Regions from separate parts of the Mus musculus genome. Here region 2 is linked to region 1. Evidence: chromatin contacts called from public Hi-C data. All regions are on one chromosome and are shown on one strand. The core of a region is the stretch at or near the end of the contact, and the rest is flanking DNA. Distances in the headings are between cores, read along the strand shown.

Region 1 (6,561 bases), core at 3,014-5,513:
ACTAATTTCTTTTTTTTTTTTCTTCCCACAACAGAGCCCACAAAATGAGAGCTGTTGTCTTTATTCCAGCCTGGCGATTCTTGGGTAGATGGGAATTCCCCTCCTCCCCTCCACCACAGTCCAAGCTGTTAGCAACATCCTGCTGATTCATCTTAGAGTACACTGTCTCTGACAGCCATCTCCTGTCCTTGCCCACTGCCATCTCCTGTTAGAGACCCTTATTACCTCAGGCCAAGACTGTCACAACTGCCTCCCAACTGGTCTCCATCTTCCATACACTTGTCATATCAGTATCACTAAAATTATGATGTCACCTACCTGCTCAGCCCTTTAGTGCCTCCCAGGGGGCTCAGGTCTAAAGCCTGGGGTATTTGGTCCTCTTCCATATCTGCCAATTGGATCTATTAGATCTCCTCCCACAGGGGCTTCTTCCACTTATGCCCTTGGTTCCTCTCAGTGACTGGGTGTCTCAGTTCTTCCTTATCACAGTAGTCTCCCACATAACCCCCATGTCCAAAATGTCCTTAGCCAAATCTGTTCGAGTCTCCAGAGGGAATTCCACTTCTGTGAACAGTGACATCCCTTTGGATAGCACTCCCAAAATCCAGTGACACTTTCTTTCCTCCCCTCACTGGGATCCTGGCTGCCTTTGGCTTGTTCCCTTTCTTGTCATAGAGGCATGACTAACTCCATCTCCACATGCTTCCCTGGTAGACAACCCAGGTCTATTCCCACAGCCTTTGGGACAGTTCTGAGAATGGATAAGGTAAGCTTGTTCTGGATGGCTGATGGTGAACATCCTGGCTTAGGCTTCTGTCCTGTGGAGTACCGTTCTGTGGTTCCTTGTGTGTCTTAGCATGATGGGGTGCTCTCTCTCTCTCTCTCTCTCTCTCTCTCTCTCTATATATATATATATATATATATACCTATATATCTCTATCTCTGTCTCTCTGTCTCTCTCTGTCTCTGTCTCTGTCTCTCTCTGTCTCTCTCTCTGTCTGTCTGTCTGTCTGTCTGTCTGTCTGTCTCTCTCTCTCTCTCTATATATATATATTTAAAGTAAAGTCTTGACTGGTTTTCCTCTGGAGGACAAGGGAGCCCCCTCTTCCTCATAGCAAATGAAGAGACTTTGGACTCTGTGTGATGGTTACTCTGTGCCTCCCCTTCCTCCTTGCTCTTGAGGGAACCTTCTCCACAAGACAAAGGAGAGAAGGCACAAAGTTTCATGTGCCCTCCCCCCACCCTCAATCGTTATGATGCTCTGATGCTCTGCTCCGTCTGTGTTCAGGGGGTGGGCCCTGTGTGAGCAGAGATGCAGCAAGGTGAGGTCCACGAGAGCAGAAAAGAACACAGGGTATCTTAGGTGTGAAAGTGCATCATGTCCCATCTCCCAAAGGGCACCACATTCCCCCATAACTTACTCTTACAAGAGCTTCTCCCATTTTCTAGAGAGCACTTTCTGCTTCCCTTGAAACCTCGCTATTGTCCAATCTCTGCTTCTCATTGCTCTTAGCTCCTGTAGCCTCCTGTAACCTCATTCACACTCTGGGCCCAGGAGGAAAGGGGTGAGCCAGGCATTCTGTCAGCAGCTTTGGGTGCAGTGTGCTGTCTAATCTCTACAAATCAGGTTTTAAGAAACATCCCCCATTTTCTGCATGAGCTAATTGAGGCCCAGAGAGATTAAATTAAATTGCCCTCTGCCTAGTAGGTTCTTCTCAGCAGATCTTGGCAAACAGACAGTGTGTGCCCTATCCATCGAACAGTAGCTTAGACTGACAGTTGGCAGAGGGTGGTGGATCTTGGTGCGGATAGGAGGGAAGAGGGTTCAAGGTAAATATGTCCCATAGTGTCAACAGGGGGTAGCGAATATTTCCCATTGTCCTTTGTGAGGCCTGGGTGGTCCTGAAGGCCTGAAGCATCACAAGTCACTCACCTCCTACTACCAGAATCCCCTGACTCTGTTCCCATGGGAACTCAGCAGAGCATATCCTTGGCTGTCTTCTATGGCTTTCTCAGCCCACTTAGCTTTTTTTTTTTTTTTTTCTCCCAGAACCCTCTCCCCCTAGTACTCAACTAAGGCTAACCGAAGGTAAGGTCTGAGTAATGGCGGGATTGCTTAGCATTAATTTTGAAGGAGAGGCCTTTAAGGGAGGTGGGGTAACACCTGGATCTACAGAAGGGCCAGGAAGTAGGTGAGTGAGTGGAAGAGGCTTAATATATTTAGTGGTGAAGCATCCAGCCTCTGGCTTCTGGGCTAAGAGTTTCTAGAGGTATATCTCACTGCTTTTCATCTTCTAACCTACATCAGATGTGTAAGTTCCCCAATGTTTGAAAAGAACCTAGGGGACTCTGGGAAGTAAAAAACAGCAGAGGGATGGAGGATTGACGAGAGAAGCCAACGCTCCCCTGCTGCTGCTTAGGCACTTTTCGTTGGAACTCTCCCCTACCCAGCTGTCACAGTGGTGTTATTTTTGGGTGTAGGGTCTAGGATCGTTGTCTCCCAATGGCCAGATGAAACGCCTGTTCTGTGCCTTCCCGCCTAAATCCACAAGATGGAAGTTGCTCCCTCTAGCTTTCCCACTAGCAGCTAAGGCTGCTGGTTTTGTGAGTGACCCCCTCTCTTCACACTAAACACACTACCACTTCCTTTATTCCACCGCCTTAATATTTAACAATGTATTTTAGAAGACACTCCCAAATAAGCTTGAGATGGTGACAGCTTTTTTTTTTTTTTTTTTTTTTTTTTTGGCAACGTGGAAAGTTGACGAAGCATCGCCTAAACCTGGCTCCGGGAGTCGCATGCAAGACATAGGAGTGCGAAATGCCAGGGCAGCCGAAGGTGTGTCAGAGAAAAGCGTGGAACTAGGGTGCCGGGTGTGCGTGGGCTGTATGATCCCGAGGGCGCTGAGACATGTGTACTGCCTGTCTGCCGCCCTGCCACCTCGGTCAGCAACCTCACTTCGCCTTCAACCCTTCTCCAGCCAGACGCTTCTTTTTTCGGGGCTTCTGGGCTTTTATTGTAAATTCTATGACTAAATTACGCCGGTGAGCTGGGGCCAAAGACAGATGGATAAATTGTCCCCCTTCCCGGCTTGGGGAGGAGTCTCCATCCGGAAGGGTCTCCACCCTCAGCTTCGGGAACCGGGAGTGGCCTTAGTTCCCCGACTAGCTCTAGGGAGTCCAGGAGATCTCTGTGTGCGGGGAGGGGGTGTGAAGCAGAGGCCTGAGTGTCCCTTGTTTTGGGGCTCCCCAGTAGGGTGGGGTGTCAACCCGGGCTGGATTTTTCCCGCGCAGTTCTGGCTGGTTCACTGGCCTTGGAGGAGGAAGTTGGGACCCCTAGACAATCTTCTCTCTGGTCCAGGGGAGGAGAGACCAACTGGGGAAGAGGTGTCTGGAATGGCTGCAGAGCTGGTGTGTGTGCCTGTGTGTTGGGGAGCGCGCGCGGGGTGGGGTGGCAAGCGAGTCACTAGTGTGCGGTAAAAGTTCTTGAGCTCTGCATGCAGAACACACGAATAGGAGCGCGGGGTTAGACCCAGGGAGATAGGGTTGGCCTACAAGGGCGTCTTTGGGTTCCCTAGTGCTTTTGGGAAGACTCTCAGAACGGCTCCCCACAAGGAATACATCAGCTTGCAGAGTGGTGCTCTCTTTTTCAGACCTGGACCACCACGCCTGGGTTTTTCTACTGCCCTGCCCCCATGCCTCTAGGATGGCTCCAGCACCCGGGCCTCAGTGTCTCCCTAACCTCGTTCAGGCTTCCGAAACCTCATGGCTCTGGGGGTCCAGTGCAGGGGCAGGAGCACTTGGAGAACGCAAGCCTTCACCTAGCCAGGATGAGACATTGCATGGAGAGGAGGGGGCGGGAGGCTTCGTTGGTTTGAGCGTGGACACTGGCCGGGGGATCTAGTCGGTTTTCCGGCCAAGGCAGCAGGCTGGTCCCAAGGGCGGGCAGTTGAGCCGAGGGAGCCAGCGGTGGAGCTCACCCCTAGGCCAGTGTTCCTGGGCGCCAGCGCCACTCCGGTGTAGCTTCCATCACCGCCGAGTCGCTACCACTGCTGCTGCAGAGTGTAGCTGCTCCGCCGCGCTCCCGCGCGCTGCGCCGCCAGCCGCCAGGGAGCCGGGGCGCTGAGCCCCGAGCAGAGGAGAGGGGCGAGGCGCGAGAGCCTAGGCGAGGAAGCCGCGAAGGGGGAGGGAGGGAGCAGGCGGGCGGAGGGAGGAGCAGGGAGAGAGGGAGTAGGGAGGGGAAGAGAGAGAGAGAGGGAGAGTGAGGGAGAGCGGAGATCGAGAGCAAAGAGCGAGAGCGAGGGAGAGGAGAGGAGAGGAGAGGAGAGGGAGAGAGGAAGGGAGGAAAGACACACGCAAGCACAGGCACACCGGCACTGGAATTCCATTAGAAAAAGTGAGCCGAAGCAAGGGATAGCGGGAGAAGATTTTTTTTTTTTTATTTTGAATCTTTTTCTTCGTCTTGGTGCCAAAGAAGCGACTCTGGTCTCCCGTCCTAGAAGCTCTACTGGATTGCTCCCATCCGTCGGTGGATTTCTTTCCTATTTGCATTTATTCTGACCCCCCTCCCTCGCTGCTTTCTTCCAGTCCTTCACTTTCAGATCGCCTCGCCCCCACCTCTCCAGTCCCCTCCTGGGAAGTGCAGGGGAATTGGACCCACGGGGACTCGCGCCTTCCCGGCCGCGAGAGCGAAGGGCTGGGCTGACCTCAGGACCAGGCTGTTGGCTTAGAAGGCAGCCAGACACATAGCTACGTGTGTTTGATTTCAGTGGCAAGGGGGGGACGTCGAGAGGCAGCCCACCGCCCGCCTCCCACCCCTCCCCCTCCAGCCAGCAGCGAGAATCCCTGGACTCGGGATCTTCAACCGGCGGCCGCCTGGCGGGATCTCCGCATTGGATTTGGGGGTCGTTATCATTGCTTGGCTGTTATTATTACCGTTGTTATTTTATTTTTATTTTTTAAACCTAAGGGAGAAAGACACATACACACAAAACTGTGGGATTTATTTAACATGATCTTGGCAAACGCCTTCTGCCTCTTCTTCTTTTTAGGTGAGTACCTGCAGGTGGCGAGTCTGGGGGTCACAAGGGGCTGCGCGCGTTCAGTCGCCCACTGGAAGCTGGGCATGCGGGGGTGGGCTTGGGGGCTGCAAGCAGGGCGCCGTGGGAGACACCGGGAGATCGCGCCAGGCTGGGAGCCCGGGCCTGGGGCTCCGGGGAGCCGAACTGCCTGGGAGGCTCTAGAGGAGGGAGCTGTGCAGCGGCTAGCTGGTTGCGCGGAGGACCGAGAAGGAGACTTCCAACATTCAAACCATCTCCGCACGCACTCCCGTGCCGCGCGCGCGCACACACCCCGACACACACTCTTACTTGCAGGCCGTGATAGCGCTCATTTCCCTCAAAATAATGGGTTCAATTTGCAACAACTTAGGAAGGAAAAAAATGCAACTGTTGGTGTGAATGAAAGGAAGGATGGGGAGAGGCTGGCGGGACGCTATCAAGCCTGCCCCTCCTTTCTGGAAGGCTCTCAGAGTCAGTGGGTTTCGGCAGGAGGTCTTGGTTTGGACGTTTGCGGGGAGTCCTTGTAGTCACCTCCTACTTGCCAATCAGTCTCAGGAACGCACCCTATCTCTCCACTCTCTGTAGCACTTTGCAAGTTTCTCCCTACCCACGGCCTCCCTTTCCAAGCCAGATGGGTAGGTGGAGCTCAGGCTTGCAAATGGGTGTTCAAGGCCTTCAAGAGCAACAACCCAGGGGCCTAGGGCATGTGACACGGGAAAGAGGAGGCCAAAGTTTGCTCCTTGGAAAGAAGATGGTGCGGGGGAATGCAGGAAAAGGGAGAAAACAGATCTTAACAAAGACCACTTACTGCTCACCCCATAAGCCCCCTCCCTCTGTGACAGGGAGGAGCGGCTGCCCAGTGGTTCTGAGCTCCAGCAGGCGCCTCCCCACCTCCCCTTATACTTTGTAAAATCTCAGCTGCTTGGGAAGCAAGGTCTAGGAATAGTTTACAGGTAAAGAAAAGATGCTTTCAAAGCTAAAGGCTATGTGTGGACCCAGGGTTCCCAGGCAAGGTTACTGGTAGGGAATTCTGGAAAATGTGTGTGTTTGTGTGTGTGTGTGTGTGTGTGTGTGTGTGTGTGACATCTGCTTTTAGTCCAGGTGCTGTTCTGCTTGTTGGTAGACCAGAATGAACTGGCTACCAAGCAGGGATCAAGAAATCACCTTTACCTTCAGCAGAAAAGGGCTCTGGATAGCCCAGACAGGGAGGTAGCCTTTGCTTATGGAAGATATGCATGGTCTAAGAAGTGCCCTCCAGATTGTAGGGGATTTGTAGTCAGGGTGAATAGATATTGGCTGTATCTTTGCTTGCTCACAGACTTTCTACCTCCCAGCTATGCATTCCCAGGGGACATAGCCCTGCCCTGGGGTGTGGCCTTCACCATACTTGCTTTCTCCACATGTCAGTAACCCTGTGGGTGGGAGGGACAGGGTAGGAGGGTAGAAGATGCTCTGGGCTCACTTTCATCCCTTTCCAGCAGCCTTGGGGGAAGTGAACTCT
Region 2 (6,561 bases), core at 2,805-5,304, 1.0 Mb after region 1:
GTGGTTTGATTGTGAGGGTTCAGCTTTATGAATGGAGTTTATGCTCTTACATCAAGTCTGCTTATCCCCTTTACTCTGTGAGAAGGTAGCTAGGTGTCATATTGGACACTGAGAGCATCATCTATTGGACACCAAGTCTGCTGGTACCTTCACTTTGTGGTTGCAGCCTCTGGGACTTTAATAAAGCTTTGTTCTTGGTGAATGACTCATTTTAAAGTGTTAGGTTGAAACTTACAAATGAATGGATTGGAGCTATTACAAAAACATTTTTATGCTATCGTTGAAATCTACCCATTTCACATCCAGAAGTGGGTATGAACCACCCTGTCACCTCCTCCAGTTCCTTCTCACCAACATAGTCCCTTGTCACAATTATTGTAGTACTCCCTAGCAGTCACCTTGTTTTCCTTTCTCATGTGGTCAAAGGAAATATACAGAGTAATATTTGCAAGACTTCCATCTCTGTTAACTTCCATGGAGTAAAAGTCAAAATCTTCCGTGCTGTTGTGAAAACTCCATAAGGCCTGGTCTCTGGTCATATTCGGGGCATCTTTTCTTTCTTTTTTTTTTATAAAGATATTTTTTTAATATTTTTTATTACATATATTCCTCAATTACATTTCCAATGCTATCCCAAAAGTCCCCCACACCCTCCCCCACACACACACTCCTCTACCCACCCATTCCCATTTTTTGGCCCTGGCGTTCCCCTGTACTGGGGCATATACAGTTTGCATGTCCAATGGGCCTCTCTTTCCAGTGATGGCCGACTAGGCCATCTTTTGATACATGCAGCTAGAGTCACGAGCTCCGGGGTACTGGTTACTTCATAATGTTGTTCCACCTGATTTAACCTTACTATCCTACTCGCATAGCCTTTCTTAAAACCTGTGCTAGGCATCCTTGTTGGGAGGAACAGCTTACTTTCTAATTGACTTCTTTCTTGCTGCCTCCTGCTACAGGCTGAGTGTTATGCCCTGCTCCTAAATGTCTATATTGAAACCTGATCCCTGAATGTGATGGTCTTCGGAGGAGGGACATTTGATAGATCTTTAAGTCCTAAGCATGAAGCTCTCAAGACCGGGATCAGTGCCTTCACAAGAAAGGAAATGAAGCTGACTGTGCTCACACATGTCTGAATCCAGCACTAGGGAGATTGAGGCAGGAGAATTGTGTAACATGGGGAACTCCAGTTCACAGGAGAAAGAGAGAGAAAAGGACGAGAGGGAAAAAGAGGCCTTGGTTTTCAATTTTATTAGCAAGCTGTAAAACATTCTTTATTTTCAGACCTCTGATTGACCAGTGTTTTAAGCTTGGACTTTCCAAACTCCAGAATTGTGAAAAATAAATGTGTGTCATTTAAACCACCCAGTCTAGGGTATCATCATCATCATCATCATCTGCACCTTCATCATCATCTTCACCTTCATCATCATCACTACAACTCAAACTGATAAAAAAAAAGTGGTCATATTTAAAAATGTCTATTTCCCTCCTGTCTTACATGATTAACTTACATATTACAAAGTTTTATGAATCAAAGCCAAGTCTTTACTTAAAGCTTCTTTAGTTTATAAGCTTCTAAATGGTATGAATTCCTCCCTATTAATCTTCTATCATGTATCACAATTTTTTCAGAATTACCAGAAATGTTGTAAGATATATTGCTCATGTGAATAAGATGGTGTGGGATGGTTGACGCAATTAGAAAAGATTTCCTATTCAAGGAGGCTGTTAGGAAATCCATTCCATCTCAGCAAAACAGCATTTATTCAAAGATGCCATTTTAGCACAGTTCTGTCCTGGGTTATGAGACATAACTTTATAGACCATTTTTATCTGGAAAATGGAAGAGAGATTGTTGGATTCTCTAGAGAAGTGGTTCTCAACCTTCCTATGGCTATGACCCTTGAATGCAGTTCCTCATGTTGTGATAACCCCCAAATATAAGAATAAAATCATTCCATTGCCACTTTATAACTTGTAATTTTGTTAGTTATGAATAAAAAGTAAGTATTTAATATACAAGATATTTCACATGCCACCTCCAAGGGGGTCAAGACCCACAAGTTGAGGACTGCTGCTCTAGAGCCCTTTATCTTCCTCTTCTATCTCCAAATAAACACAGTATCTGAACAATTTTGGGTGGAAAAAATAAAGAGAATGACTGTAGGGAAAGGACGATTATATTAAATAGCACCCCTTTACTGTAATAAAATACCTGAGCCCAATAGCTTATAAGAGAAACAGTTTATTTAGCCAATTGCTTTGATGTCTTCAAGTCATAATGAAGTGGCCTTGTTGCTTTGGGCCTCTGGTGGGGTGATAGGTGAGAATGAATGGAAATGCATATCAGAAGAACCCCTTGGATTAATGACCAGACAGCTGTTCATAACGAGAAAACAAGAATCAGGACCCGAAAACTCCTTCAAAGTCATGCAGAGCCTATGTCCAAAAGATCCACAGGACTCCCAGAAGCATGTTTTACCACCTGTACAGAGGTAGACATTTTAGAAGCTACTTCTCCTAACTGTGGGAGGAGTGTGTTTCTAAATGGTTCATTCTAGATATTCATTTATATTGAACTCTTCAATCAAATCCAAATGCCTGTGGCAAGGGATTGGAGCTTTATTAATGAATGTTAGATACATGGAGGCTACCAGAGAAATGAAAGAAAGAAACCATTTGCCTCTGGAAATGTGATCTTGTTTCCTAGGAAGGAAACACAGTTGTCCTGTCCAAAAGGGCCAGTTCTAAAATAGAGAGGGAAACAGCAGGACCTCTGTGGGTCAAACTCTAAGTAAGTATGCAATGAAGCTGCTTCATTCCTGCCCTCTCCTCTGCCCCCAGAAATTCCCTTTGTACTTCTCTCTGTCTTCCCAAAGATTAGTGATTCAGCCAACCTCCTGGTTATCAGGACATAGATCAAGGCTTAGAGTAGAACAGGTTGGGGGGGAAAGCTCACTTGGTACAGTGTTTTGCTGCATGGGCATGAAGACCTGGGTTTGGATCCCCAGCATCCCCCAAAATCTGAGCACTGTGGCATTCATGTGTAAGCTCTGTCCTGGGTAGGCAGAGAGAGATAAGTGGTACCCTGGGACATGTTGACCTGCCAGTCTAGCCAAATCAGCACTCCCCTGGTTCAGTGAGAGTGGGAAAGATGCTCGCAATTCAGCTCTCATTTCTATATGCATATTTGCATGTTTATGTACACAGATACACACACACACACACACACATACACACACACACTGGGATTAACTAGCATAGCAAGTACCATACAGGAGCTCTGTTTAAGTGCCATTTTTAATGTCAGCATTGACTAAGCATGAGCAGAATACTAAACATGGTACAAGTTGACACATCAGAACAATCAGAGCAGCTACAATCCATGCTGGAAAATTTACAACCCTGGTTGCTATGTTTTTAAACAGTGTCTGTTCACTGCAGACTATGTAAGATAAAGTTCCAAGACTCCTGACATTGTTCTGTCACTGTCTAGCTGAAGTGCATAGTTTGATTCTAACCTTGTGACTTACAAAGTAAAGTACCACTGTCTAAATGGTTGATCTTCACATTTATAAAACAAAATAAAATGCACCAAATTAACCAAAACCAAAACAACGACTCATGCTTTGACCATCACCCTCTGAATTTCTGTGACTCACTCCGGCCCTGCTGCTGGCACCCTCACTCAGCTTCTGGCTGGTTTCAACGTCTTCATCCAACTCTTGCCTCTCAGCCTGGTTCTGGCTTCCCAGTTACTAAGCACCAGTTTAGGGAGCCCTGGCTTCCCACGCGTCCTGCTGAAGGTTACAGTTTCTCCAGGAGCACACTCTATACCACTCTATTTCAAAACATCACTTTGTGTTATTTGTATTTCCTTATTTGATTCTCTTATCCACTAGACTGTGAGATCCTCAAGGACAGAGACTATGTTTTATTCATCTTTGTGTTTCTTGCAGTGCTTATCATGATGCTGAGCCAGATAGGCCTCAGTAAATGTGGGTTGAATGCCTGTCTGTCAGAAAAGTCCCCACATGCACGCAGTCAGCCTTGCAGCCAGCTCCTAACACTTTCCTTCTCTCTCAGCTCAGGCTCTGCCCTGAGACAGATAGGATAAGGTCTGCACAAAAGCAACAAAGTGTTTAAATCAATGACTCTCATAGAGGGGCCTGAGCAAAATCTTTGTTGACAAATTGAATGCCTAAAAGGAGATTTCACAGCCTATCCCTGTCTAGCACAGCAAATTCTGAAAAAAAAAAATGCGTTTTTCATAGTTGCCTCCCACTAGCACCTACATGTTATCCATGGGACTGAGCCAGCTGATCTTAAATGAGATCATCTCTGTCACAGACCACCTGTGTCACAAAATAACCAGAACCGTTAGCACTTTAGCTCTCCTGGTAAACTAGAGGGTGATTCAGTAGTAGGATCACAATGAACTGCATTCTGAGAACTAATTCATGACTATCATATATCTATAGCTGGCTATATATTGAGCATAAAGTACTAATGGGCTATGGTTGTGTTATGCCTCCAGACTTAACCTCCACTTCAACAGTAGTGGGAGATGAGGTAAACAGGTGTGTAGGTCATGAAGTCCCCCCCCCATAATTAGCTAATGATAAAGAGGCTTGAAGCTGTAGTTTGATTCTACTACCCATTCCCCGCTTTTCTCATCATTTTGCTTTCTACTATGACCAAAGAAAGTGAAACTATCACTAGATGTGGGTCCCTTGACTGGGAGCTTATCAGTATCCAGAAAAATACATTTATGCGTTGCACTTCTATACGTTATAATTATGCCCTTAAGTCATCCATCTCAGGAATCCTCTTATATCAGCATAAAATGAATAAAGAGAGGCTCCACGTCTCCCCAAAGACTCCCGCAACTTCTCTAAGCCCCACCTCTTATGTCTTTTCATCTCTTAGTAATTAAATGCCAGCAAGTCCCTGATCACTTCCTTAGATTTTTGCCATCATTTCTTCCACTTACCCTCTCCCCCTGGAGAAAAGAGTAAGGGACAAAATAAAAGCTTCTGTGGAGAAGCAGGAGAAACAAATGCCTTGCATACTTTATAAATCCTGTAGCTTGGACTTGATCAAAGCAAAGAGCTGTAGAGAGCTCTTAATAATTCTTGGGTGCTTATGGGATCTGGGCATGTATTGGAATTCCATACCATCTTGTTCCATTCCCTGAATGACTTCATGGGTTGGGTGACCATTTCTCTGTTTTGCATTTGTAAGTGGCAAACTGATCTATAGAGAGTTGAATCTATAGATTCAAGCATGTCCTACCACAATGTAGGATATGATCCTGCTTCTAGTTGCCAGCCATTCTTAATTGAGAGAGTTCTGTTGGTTGAAAGACTTATTTCTGAGACCGCATGCCTTTTCTGTCTTTGCTCCTCCAAGACTTTGAGATAAACATTTCCCAGTATTCTTTAAGTTCACTCCCTTAAGTTCTTTGCTTCAGAATATGCCTCTTCACCTCGGTTGTCTCTCCTCCTCCCAAGCTGTGTTTTGCTTTGGGCCATCACACAATGTGGGGAATATTTAATCCCAGCAAGTCTTGAAGGATGTACACCATTAATTTTAACCTGTTCAATTGTCCAATCTATTGCAAAATGTCCAATAGATGACTGAAGAGTCTTTAGTCACCCATTCTTGTTTGCAGTTTTGTGACTCAAGCAGTCAATGGATTATTTACTAATAGGACCGTTGGGTACCATGGACAGTTCCTTTGTTATTTGTTCTCCCTTTCTACTTTAGAAATGCTCTATCAAGATATACATCTTTTTTCCCCCTCAGAAAGACAAAAACACACATAAAAAGTCAGAATTTCAGGTGGGAGGGAAAGAGAGGGGACAAGACAGGAGGACAAATTCATGTTGGTAAGCTTTGCTTTTCCCTTGGTAGGAAAGCAGTAATCTGGCTTTCCCATTACATGAGCCTCTGATTTTCATCCATAAAGCTGTTCTATCCTATTCTTTTTGGAGTGGAAAAAAGACACTGCAAAGCCACACACCCTGCCAGCTTGGGATGCAGAAATGATAGGGGACCATCTCAGCAACTCAGCGGGAGGAGGGCATGTCAGTGGAATGCAATCAGGCAATGTCAAGTCCAGCAAGGAAAACTCGAGTTAACAACGCCCCTCTGCTTGTGAAAATTGTAGTGGCTGGAAAAGGAAAATGTATTTGAGAATACAGCCAGTAATAAAGTGCCTTCACTGGGAGGCAAGTTATGAGAAGAGAGATATCGTAAGCTAGATAATAACATTTGAGGTCCAAGGGTCTTTCTGACAGAGACAAGGAAACTCAAGGTTGGGGAACATCACCGAAGTGAGAGTGCTGTAATGAAAGCATACAGGGCATGGGTGGGCCTGAAATAGAAGCTGTCCATTCATGGACTTCATTTGGTGGGCTATGCAAATCTTATACCTTGATTCAGACTCAAACTTGAGTTCTATAAAATAATGAAAATAAAGTTTGCCTTGAAGGGCAGCTTGATGGTAAATTTAAATGATATCTGAGGAGCTCCTGTTAGTTATAATTGTTT

Evidence for each region. Hi-C and Micro-C count contacts between places; a contact is called where the count stands out from the background.
Region 2: a contact with region 1 is called in a Hi-C map of cerebral cortex, with 2.8 times the contacts expected there. The contact joins the enhancer-like site here to the promoter of Gfra2 in region 1. A contact is called at or near these places in 8 of 39 promoter capture datasets (cranial neural crest, frontonasal cranial neural crest, hippocampal neurons and 3 more), 4 of 484 Hi-C or Micro-C datasets (cerebral cortex, cortical neurons and embryonic somatosensory cortex), 5 of 115 datasets of contacts at active chromatin or transcription factors (embryonic forebrain, embryonic hindbrain, embryonic midbrain and 2 more) and 1 of 9 other capture datasets (embryonic stem cells).

Annotation. Positions count from the first base shown.
Region 1 is chr14:70,885,844-70,892,404 of GRCm38.p6, forward strand. Gfra2 (glial cell line derived neurotrophic factor family receptor alpha 2) reads left to right here and starts at 4,264. Exons shown (of 9, transcript NM_008115.3): 1 at 4,264-5,051. The coding sequence starts at 5,012.
Region 2 is chr14:71,887,832-71,894,392 of GRCm38.p6, forward strand. The region is part of intron 3 of 4930434J06Rik (RIKEN cDNA 4930434J06 gene); the gene reads left to right. Among named protein-coding and RNA genes, the nearest start is that of 4930434J06Rik, 34 kb to the left of the region's middle. Within about 2 kb of position 4,055, at least 2 of the 459 cell types and tissues checked have an H3K27ac peak or open chromatin away from gene starts, as enhancers often do. A contact at or near this core is called in cerebral cortex, where this site is marked.